Linked DNA regions of Danio rerio: region 2 is linked to region 1. A link is a contact called in public Hi-C data. All regions are on one chromosome and are shown on one strand. Each heading gives the region's core, a stretch centred on a gene start, on an enhancer-like site or on the middle of the called end of the contact. The rest is flanking DNA. Distances are from core to core; before and after follow the strand shown. Region 1 holds the start of puf60a (poly-U binding splicing factor a). Region 2 holds the start of si:dkey-154p10.3.

Region 1 (5,727 bases), core at 2,431-4,930:
TATCCAACAAAGACTTATTAGATTGATCAAAACTGATATTATGGACTTAGATTTGTAAAACGAATCATATTTCCAAATGCTGTTCTTATGAACGTTCTATTAATGCTTAAAATATCATGGTTTTCACAAAGAGACACTCAGAAATAAAGGTACAAAATCTGTCACTGGGGCAGTACCTTTTCAAAAGGTACATTTTTGTTCCTACACTCAAAATATACAGGCTGGGCCATTTATATGGATACACCTTATAAAACTTATTGGGAATTTCACAAGAAAAACAATGATGTGCTTGGTTTTAACGTTACTTTATTCTTTCATGAGTTATTTACAAGCCCCTTCACATATACTAATATGCCTCAAACATGACATTAATATCACCAGCCATTCCCATTTTATTAAGCTGTATCATTTTTAAATTCATTGGGACAACTTTATTATTTATGAACAATCAACAAATTTGTTAAAAGTTTTAAGCTAAACTTAGTTGATTTGTGTTGGGTCAGCATGAATGAATTATGTGGAAATCTGCATTATTTACAGTGTAATAGTTCCTTAAAGGTACATTTTAATACCCCAAAAGTTCAAATGTGTATCTTTTATTAACTTGAAGGTACAAAAGTGTAACCCAAAGGTACTAGTATCCACCTCTATGGTACAAAAGTCTACCTTTTGAAATAGTACCACCCCAGTGACAGATTTTATACCTTTATATCTGAGTGCATATAGAGCAACTTAACTTTTTTATCAATGATTCTAGGTAGAAACACTTCTTGAGCACCAAATAGGAATTTTTTGAGTGTGAAATCAGTTAATTCAGTGTTAATTCAGCAAAATCAACGACTTTTTAACAGCTATTTTGAATTCTAACAAAATTCCTGAATATCACTTCAAGTAAATGCAATCTAAAAGATTTTGCTTAGACTTTTTTATATTTAACATCATACTTATGTCAAGTGTACACAAATGTTCGATCTGATATTTGCTCAGTTTTAATTAATAAAGCATCTGGTTTTTATTTTATGAAGAAACTGATTCTAATTACTAGCTTTCCAAATCAGATATTTTTAACTAAAGCAACTTGATGCAAACAATTAATCATGGTCAGTGTACCAGTGTGGACATGATTGACATGAGATGTTTTTAATTGCCTTTTTAATGTGAATATGAGCTGGTCCTAAATAGGCTGACTGCTCAAAGGTGTTTAACACAGTATATGGGCCAAGTTTGCTTTTCTTTGTCTTTTACACTGCATACAATAAACTGATCGTTGACTGACTTAGAAGAAGCAAGGTTTACTTTAATAAATCCCTCATTTGGGTGTGAAGGGCTGTCTGACATCTACCACAGTATGCGCACATTTTTATGTCATGCACAATATGATTCATACACTACATTGTATGTATTCTGCGTATGAGAACTTGAACTGTGTCAAGGCCAAAGATGTACTGGGTGCAGCGCTGGCAAGTGTGGATACTATATAGCAAATATAACATCTTGTTGTTGATCAACGCTGTTTTAGATTGCATAATTACAACAGTGTTCGTTCTGTGAAACCATCCATATTGCCATTGCCTTCCGAAGCAATAGTATCAATTTTAGAGATGCTTTCAGTACTGTACTCTAATGGCTTTGACTTCCCAGCATCTCTTGGCTTCAGAATATATGTGCATGTCAGAAAACGAATGCTTGGAATTATATATTTTTATGTTATATTGGCATGGTTTTGCGATGGATGTATTGCAGCTTTTTTTAACTATTAAAAGAGATATATTATCTCCATTCATTCTTACAGATTCAAATGATTGACATGAAAAAGCAGTTCATCTTCCCAGTGTTATTATGAGACTCAAATGTCTTGCAATGTAATGTATGTATGCGTATGTATGTATGTTTGTTTGTAGATACAAGAGATGAATGTACAGTGAGATGTTAAAATATACTCTTCCTAATTCCTGGTGTCCTTTCTCATCTGAATGAATATGACCTTTGCTTTGGGCAGTTTTACTTTATTTTATTATATTTTTATTGTGTTGAAACTGTATACTGTGACATGAAATACTATAACATTAAAATATATAATGAATACTTTAATATGACTGAATGCATTTCTTTTGTATTATAGCAAATGTCTAGTATATAGTGCATATGCAGTGCTCAGCATAATTGATCACACCCCATTTTGAAAATGAATGTTTCATCCATTTGTCAGTGAATATAGGAAATGTATTTTGGTGCATTTAAACGAAACGGATTTATTAAATAGATATATTTATTAAAATTATACTTTAGTCACCAATCATATTTAGAAATTGAAAGATAATACGATTAAATTTAAGAAAGATATTGCAGAACAAAATTACAACCTACAAAATATCAACTCAGTTTTTTTTCTTTTTTTCTTATTTTTTTTTTACTTCTTGATTTTTCTTTTTTTTTTTTAAACGTTTATTATTATTTTACTATAACATATACATTTGGGTGTACTAGTTTTTGGACCGTTATCTTATGTTATTTTGTTAGACAAGCTCCAGATTTGGCTTCAGTGCTGACTAATCTAATGCACACATATAATAATGTATAGCATCCTATTTAAAATATGATTTTAAAAGAGAGATTTGTGAGGGGTCTACCTATATATTCTGAGCACTGTATAACAATAATTCCCTGTGATGGGTTGCAGCTGGAAGGGCATCTGTTGCGTAAAACAAATGCTGGATAAGTTGGCGGTTCATTCCCTTGTGGCGACCCCAGATTAATAAAGGGACTCAGCCAAAAATGAATGAATGTATAACGTCACATGCTGTAAAAGTTCTACATTTACTATATATTGGCATTTTATAAGCATTTTGCTATTAAATTGATTGTACATTTACAGTAATAGCTGTTTTGCTGTTCTAGCATTGTTATATGATAAACTCCTTAAAATTATTTAATAACCAAATACATTAGTATAACAACCAATAACCAAAATATTACAATTTTCATTCTCTCATTCATTCATTTTCTTTTCGACTTGTCCCTTTATTAATCTGGGGTCACCACAGCAGAATGAACCGCCAACTTATCCAGCATATGTTTTAAGCAGCGGATGCCCTTCCAGCTGCAACCCAGTACTGGGAAAAATGCATTCACACTCATTCACACACATACACTATGGACAATTTAGCTTACCCAATTCACCAGTAGCGCATGTCTGGACTGTGGGGGAAACCGAACCACCTGGAGGAAACCCATGTCAACACAGGGAGAAAATGCAAACTCCACACAGAATTGCCAACTGACCTAGCCGAGGCTTGAACCAGTGACCTTTTTGCTGTGAGGCAACATCGCTACCCATTGCGCCACCAATTTTGCAGTTTTATGTTAAAATATTTAATGAGATCGTATTTGTACACAAATTCACTGTTAATAATAATAATAATAATAATAATAATATATATATATTCAGGCTGTACTTCTTTACTTTTACTCAAGTACAAAAGTGTAGTCAATAATTCGACTTTTACGTTTTAAACATGAGTATCTGTACTTTTACTTAATAAAAGGATGTGTATTGTTGCCATCTCTGCCTATATATATTTGCACGTTTTTTTATCAGACTTGTGTGTTTCTCCTGCAATCAGAACGTCTGCACTGCAGCTGCGCGTCTTTTACCCAACTCTTTTTTCTCTCCATCGATATTATCGCGAGATTTCATAGTCTTCCTCACCGTGTGGACGTTAGTGCTGGAAGGTGTGCTCAATGGCGGTCGCTGTTTCGGCGGTAAATGTAATATTTTTCTCAAATTTTCCCTTTATAGTTAAACAGCATTATCACATGCACATGTAGCAATGTTTCCTGTCAGAGGTTTCATTTCAAACAGCTAGATGAACAGTGGAATTGCTAACTAGCTTAGCGCACCCGAGCGGGATTTTCCTCTCGGCCTGCTGCAGCCGCTGCGTGCTTCTTTACATCCACTGTGATTTAATGCTAATGTTCGACCGACTTACTCGCCTCTGATGGATAATAGTTTAACCATCAGAGTCCTTTTAACGGGTTATTGCGAGGATGGTAATTTAAACTTTCGCGTTTACTCTGTTTCTGTACCCGCTACACGAGCTAACGTTTTCACATTCACATTGTCCTAACTTACATGAGCTGAATCCGCTTCCCTGCTGCAAGGCCCAGTACGAACGAAATGCTCTTGTCGAAAGAGTTTGAGCTATTTGGATTTTGCTTCCAGTTGTTATTTGCACTTGAAAGAGTTTATTTGCTCCAATTTATAGATAATTTTAACCGACGTTACATAAGGCCGTGTGGACGGTAAGAACGTTTGGGAGGGGGAGACTCGTAAAGCTTTCATTCAATGCTGCATTTAAACCTTTAGATGTAACGTTTATGTGATTATTCATAATATGAAATCTGTTTAGAGTCAATAAAGACCGCGTGAAGAGTTCAATTAGATTACCAGCACCTAAAACTCCTACCTATTAAAAAACACCAACACCAATACCATAACATGAAAAGTAAGCTGCAATGGTGGGAAATGAACGCAGTCTAACGAGTTTACTGAAACCTCTCTCTTTCTTTATAGACTCTGTTTTGAACAGTAAAAGCTCCCAATATATAAGACAGCCCAGCGGAGAGCAGGCGCTAGGTAAGGGGTTTATCAACTGCTTACCCCGAAATTACACTTCCCCTTTGTTATAAAAGGGGGTTGCCAAGTACTTTTGAGTATCATTTACCTTAGTTATTACACATGTTTGACAAACAGTAGATTGCATTAAGCAACCTGCACTTTTTTCATGAATTGCCCTAATTTAGTATGTGTATAATAAATATCATAAAATGTCAGTGCTGTAAATAGTTTTGCATAGTCATTACATGACAAACATCTTTTCATTATGTTCACCATTATTTGCCATCCAGAACTGTTGTACTATCCTGGTAGCTCTCGTCCTGTTATTTTTGGATGGAATTGAAAAATGTATGTGTTTTTGCACTAATATTCATGTTTGGGGAAATTGTTTTCATTATTTTAAAGTAAGAGTTCAGCAGAAATGAAAATGTACTGAGCCAGATGTTCCAAACAACTGCATTTATTAGCTGAAATGCTTTTCTCAATTATTTTGGTTTAGCAGAAAACATGGAGCGACTTGTAGATTTCAGTCATGGAAATAAAATAGAGTACTGTTTTTTTAAAACAAAAAAATCTGTTAGTGTATATTGGATTTTAATATGTGTCTGTACTAAACTGTAAAAATTAGGGCTGAACTATATAGTTTGAGCATTGATATCGCAGTGTGTGTCTCTGCAATAGTCACATAGCAGGTTTAGATTATTTATTAAAGATTAAAACATAAACATGTTATTAAAAAAAACTATTTAAACAATATTTATCTTTTCTCAGACAGGCGATATTATAAAATGAAACCAAAGATAAAAAAAAAAAACATTTGTTCTTCATCTTTTCTTTAATGTCGCCCTACACCTGCGTAACTTCTACCTTCCTTTAGCAATTTTTTTGTGCGTTGGTTAGCATCTTCCTCTACCTTTTGGGTGCTACCACAGGTTCCTTTGACAGTGCAGAACGTTTCGTCGACATTGTGTGGAGAAAACTTGCAAACATTCAGTCCAGCACTTCAGAATCACATGGCTAGCGATCTAAGGTTTCTGTAAATTTGGCAGGCTGAGAGCATTCTGTACTGTACAGGAGACACGGCACAGAGGATGTTGATTGACTGGTCT
Region 2 (5,395 bases), core at 326-2,825, 150 kb before region 1:
TATTCCTTACAAAAGACGATCCTAAACAAAATTCTAGCTAAGAAATATAGTCAAGGGAGGATTCTGGTTTCTTTATTTAATTTTGGTATTAGATAAAGACAATCCAACACATAAACTAGTGAAAAAGTTTGACCAAAAATTAAATACAGCCATCATTTTCTTGCAGTGATGTTGTTTAAAACATCTATGACTTTTGTTTGTGGTTCAGGAACGTGTTTTGAAGAATAATGGTAATTTGCATTGCCAAACGTACAAACAAATGAAGTCAATGGAATTCAAAATTGTATAGTTAAAAACTTTTTCCAAAATATCTTAACAAAAGAATAAAAAGCTATGCAGGATTGAAAATCTTGATGACAATTTTAATTTTTGGGTAACCCACTGCTTTAAAGGGATGATTTACCCAAAAAGGAAAATTCTGAGATTAATTTCCTATGCTTGGCTTGTTCCTGACCAGTTTGAGTTTTTGTTCTGTTGGACACTTTGTTCTGTTTGAAAAATGTTAAAATCTTTTAAACATTGGCTTGCATTGTGTTTGTTTTTTCTACTATATTTGTGTCACTGTTTACGGATTTCCAACATTCAAAACAGAACAAAAATCTCAAACTGTTTTCTAACAAGTCAAGGGAGAGTAAATAATGCAGAATTTTCATTTTTATGGATGAATTTTCCCTTTAACATCAAAAAAAATCTCTCCAATTACCTCACAGGTTTGTGCCACATGCAAGTTACCATCAGAGCTGGAACCCAGGCCAATATCACATGACCTTGGGCTTATGTTTTGAAACATGCCATACATTGGAAGAAGGAAAGAAATGCGCTCCATGTCCATTTGATCCTCATTGCTCTTTGAGCCAGATTGGAGGTCGCTCTCTAGATCGTATGGAGAACTGTTGTGTTCGACTTCCTCTTCATCATTAACCCTCATTTCTACACACAAACTCTCTTCATCCTCTTTCTCCAGACACGGCAGATGTGGACATGGAGACACTGGATCATGTCTTTCCATAACATGATGGCTAATCTTGGCTTTGTGGCTGCTAGTGAATTGACATATTCTACATCTGTATACTTCAACTAAGAAAGCTTCAACTAAAGTGGACACATGAGCTTCAATGCCCACAGCCGAGTTGCAGTAGAGACTAGAGGTGACGTTTTCTTCTGCAAGTCGAAGAGTTACTGGTTGAACGTCTTGGTATGTATCTTTAAACCCACCCATTTTTGGAAATACTAGAGAAGGAGGAAAATACATTAGTCATTATACACACTTCAATAATAAAGACAAATGTACATGTATTCACATACTGATAGCTAATTAATTTAGTTTTACAGGAAGTTACTGCATGCTACTAGACAATATGGTGTAACGTTAACGTTAGCAAAATAAAAACATTTAGCCATAACAACGACACTAACGTTACTTGTTATTCTGAATTAGCTATTAGGTAGCATTCACTACAGTAATGAGAAGTCAATTAGAAAGAAAGCTACATTTGACATTTAAATCATTCAGTTTAAATTGTGAGTATTTATGTGCGTACCTTCATCAAACAGAGTGGTATATTTACATTACGTAGTTTTCGCTGTGCCGTAGACGCCGGTGGTGTGCTGTTTAGGGACCACAGCGTAATTACCATCCACAGATACAACGTAAAATGTTATATTTTTGCTGTATTGTTCTCTATACTGACAAAAGTAAACACTATAATCATGTGTAAACACAATGTATAACTGTCGAAAACTAAGTGCGTTGACAAAAGAAGTGAACACTAAATTTAAGACAACGGTTTGCAGACTGTTTATCTTTATGATCCCTGCCTCGTTCGTCGCGTCATACACACTGCACATGCGTGGTTTGAAAAAGCTCCAAACGAATGATTCACCCCAATGAACTAAAGCTACTGTGTATCGACTCAGTGATTCAATCAATTCAGATTTCAATATTCAATTCGCGTATAGGTACAGTACAGTAACAAATACTGAGAAGAAAGTGCGACAACATTTCAAACAATTATTTGGACGCCAGTTTCACAATTTATTTTAAGCAAATTTAAGTATCACCCCCAGACTGAATTTTGAATCGACTCTTCGTCAAGCGACTCGGCACACCAGGAAAAATCAAGATGGCGAACATGGACGCGTTAGCCAAAACAATAGCGAAGGATTATGTGTAAGTAATACTTTACGGACTTTATGTCGTATTATTGTGCTAATTAGAAATATACACATTGAGTTACAGGTACTAAAGGTGAACAGTTTTGCTTAAAACTAATCTGATTTGCAGTTTTCTGTCAATATCTGTAAACACGTTTCTGTCTGTGGTCAACGTGAATCATCTGTAACGTTGTTTTTTTTCTTCTTTTTTTGTATGTAGCGATTCTTCAAACAAAACAAAAATCAAAAACAAAATGTTATTTCACATCTCGTATACTGTGGTAGCTTATCTTCATATTTTTGTCGTGCTGGTCGGAAGTAATATTAATATTGCTCTATTGGTCTCTACTTTTTATTGATCTGTTTTTAATAGAGATGATATGGAGAGCTCCGACAGTGTGGATGAAAATGAATGTGTACCTGGTGAAGATGGAGCTAAAAAAGCAGATAACATGGACTTTGCCAGGGTGGAAAAACACAAGAAAAGAAAACACAAACATCGAAGCAAGCACAAAAAGCATAAACATTCCTCACCAGATGAGAGAGACCAAAAGCACAAATACAAACACAAACATAAGCGGAAACACAGAGACTCTTTCCGCGATGATAGAGAATGTTCTACTAGCTATGAAGGTGCAGCCGACTCACCAAAGCGATTCAGACTTGATGACCTTGCTGCTCTGGAGGATCTGGAGAAACAGAGGGCCATGATTCAGGCAGAGCTTGATAATGAGCTGATGGAAGGGTCTGTGCAGTCAGGTATGGGGCTGATATTACAGGGTTATAACTCTGATTCAGAGGACGGGGAGGTCCAGGAGGCTGTTCGAAATGGTGAGCAACAGAGAAAAGATCTCGATGAGCTTGTAACGGTTAAGGGGAATGGCAGAAAATTGCAACAGGATTATGTAAACGATGAACAATTTTATTCTGTGCTTGAAGGCAGAACCATGTCTGAGGAGGTGACAGTCCAGAGCCATAAATCTGAAAAAAGAGAGAGTATGACTGGGTTAGGTATTAAAATCAGCGAGAGACCTAGTGGTCCCAGTGAAACGAAGGAAAGGAGACGATCAAGGAGCACTGACAGATCCAAAGATAGAAGTCGTAGGTCCAAATCTCCTGTGAAATCTAAAGAAGTGCCATCGTCATCAGCCACAAGCAACAGAAAATCAAATACACGGCCTGAAGAGCAAGCTGTAGACCACAGATCCTCATCAAGAAGCAGCAAATCTGGTTCTAAAGAAAGAAGCACCAGCTTGCCAGAAGTTGACAGAGACAAGAAACCAGTAAAGGCCCCCTTAAAAGAAGTCTCTTCTGGGAAAGAGAATCGATCTCCTAGCAGAAAACAAGGTCCAGATCGACTTAGCCCAACTGTGCAGCCCAGGAGCCACCGCTCACCTGAACGCCTACCTGTTGTTCAGAACACAGACAGGGCATCCAGACAGGACAGATCTACGTGCCACAATAGATCCCCTCCGAGGAGAGGCAGATCTCGGTCAGTTGAGAGGAGACGGAGAGAAGAAGAGCGCCAGAGACTCTCTAGTGACAGGTTACTTTCTGTTTTAGCACTTGATTACTAGAAACATTGTGTAATTGCTCTAATTCATATTCATCTAATTAATCTAATTCATAATTCAAAATAGCTAGCAAAAAACATTTTTATAACTGAAAAGAATTTATTTATAATAAACAATTTCAGCATTTTTTTATTTAGTTTAACTTTATAAATGTAAAATAAAGAAATAAAAAGTTATATAAACTATTAATGAAAATTACAGTTGTATCAGTGATACAAATTAAAAATGTTAATTTAAAATTCATCAGTGTTATTGTTAACTACAACAAACAAAACAATTTTTGGGCAAATGGCTACAATATCGCTAAATATAGATATTGTGAAATATAAATTAACAAGAGAGACTTCTAGCTAAAAAAATAAATACTGAAATAAAGCTAAATATATATAGATGGAAAAAACTTTGACTTAAAAAACCTCAACATAAATGAGAAATTTTGACTGTAACTAATTGAAATAAAGTAAAAGATTAAAACAACACACACAAAAAAAACTAAAAGCGAAATATATTTAAAAAACTACAATTATACATAAAGTGACTCAAAATAAACAGACAATAATAAATAAAGGCTATTTAAAAGTAGTAGCAAATAATATATATATAACTCATTATTTGCATATTATGTGTGTATGTTCTAGTCAAATTATGTAAAATAAAATGTATTATTACCAATTATCATATAAACATGCCTTGTTGCTAAAAAATTAAGTCACTTTCATGCTGTTTTGTTGTGCTAACAGGATGCGATCTCGTGATATGGCAGGAGCCCATAGAGAAGACAGTCCTTCTATAAGCTCTAGACGAAGGTTGAACCACTCGCCTCTCAGACGAAGGTCCCGTTCTCCCAGGAGGCGGAGCAGCAGGTCTCCTCTCAGACACAGGTGACTCCTTAGCTGTAACTGTAAATGGTGTCAACTCTTTATACATTAGAGTATTCACCTGTCCAAGAGCATCACAATTACAGTGCTCAGCATATATAAGTAGACCCTTCACAAATCTAACTTTTAAATGTATATTTTTAATAGGAAGATATACAATATTATATTTGTACATCTACATTAGATTAGTCAGTACTAGGGTTGTAACGGTATGAATTTTTCACGGTATGATAATCGTCTAAAACAATACCACGGTTTGACTGTTTCGCGGTATACGGTATGTTACAAATGTTACAAAATAACAGAACAGTGAAGCAAATTTGACTTTTTCCAAATAATATATTTTTAGTTACTATAAACAACACCACTTACAATGAACAAATAAAAATAAGAAAATAATAAATAATGTGTCAAAGTCCAAATAAAGTCCAAATAAACATGGTGCAAATCCTCAGTAAAAAATAGATATAAATATTTACTATACTATAAATAGTTACATAACGAAACTAGATTCAGTATGGAACATCCTTAGGTTTTATGTGCCAGCATGGATATGGTTGTCTATGGATATGGATTTGGAAATGGTTGTCTGCAATGCAGATAAACAGCTGCATCTTCATTTGCGTCTTTTGAAAACAGCAAGAGCAGCAGTTCGTCTTTGCTGTGTCACTGTTTTGTCATGTTTCTATGCTGCTGTGCATGCAAAAGTACTTAGTATGAGAATTATTTCATGCAAAACTTTTTTTTTTGGCGTTTTATTTAGCCACGCATAAATGTATGCCTTTCTCT

Evidence for each region. Hi-C and Micro-C count contacts between places; a contact is called where the count stands out from the background.
Region 2: a contact with region 1 is called in a Hi-C map of hematopoietic stem cells, with 2.1 times the contacts expected there. The contact joins the promoter of si:dkey-154p10.3 here to the promoter of puf60a in region 1. A contact is called at or near these places in 2 of 18 Hi-C or Micro-C datasets (caudal fin and hematopoietic stem cells) and 1 of 4 datasets of contacts at active chromatin or transcription factors (caudal fin).

What each region holds. Positions count from the first base shown.
Region 1 is chr2:35,640,581-35,646,307 of GRCz12tu, reverse strand. It overlaps puf60a (poly-U binding splicing factor a), which reads left to right and starts at 3,680. Exons shown (of 12, transcript NM_001105588.2): 1 at 3,680-3,768; 2 at 4,574-4,636. nrbp2a (nuclear receptor binding protein 2a) reads left to right here. Exons shown (of 19, transcript XR_012392719.1): 18 at 1-149; 19 at 696-2,091. It also overlaps a transcript of ccr9a not described here.
Region 2 is chr2:35,793,763-35,799,157 of GRCz12tu, reverse strand. It overlaps si:dkey-154p10.3, which reads right to left and starts at 1,575. Exons shown (of 8, transcript XR_012392701.1): 1 at 1,542-1,575; 2 at 704-1,230. It overlaps prpf4ba (pre-mRNA processing factor 4Ba), which reads left to right and starts at 784. Exons shown (of 17, transcript XR_012392691.1): 1 at 784-1,195; 2 at 2,528-3,700; 3 at 4,469-4,609.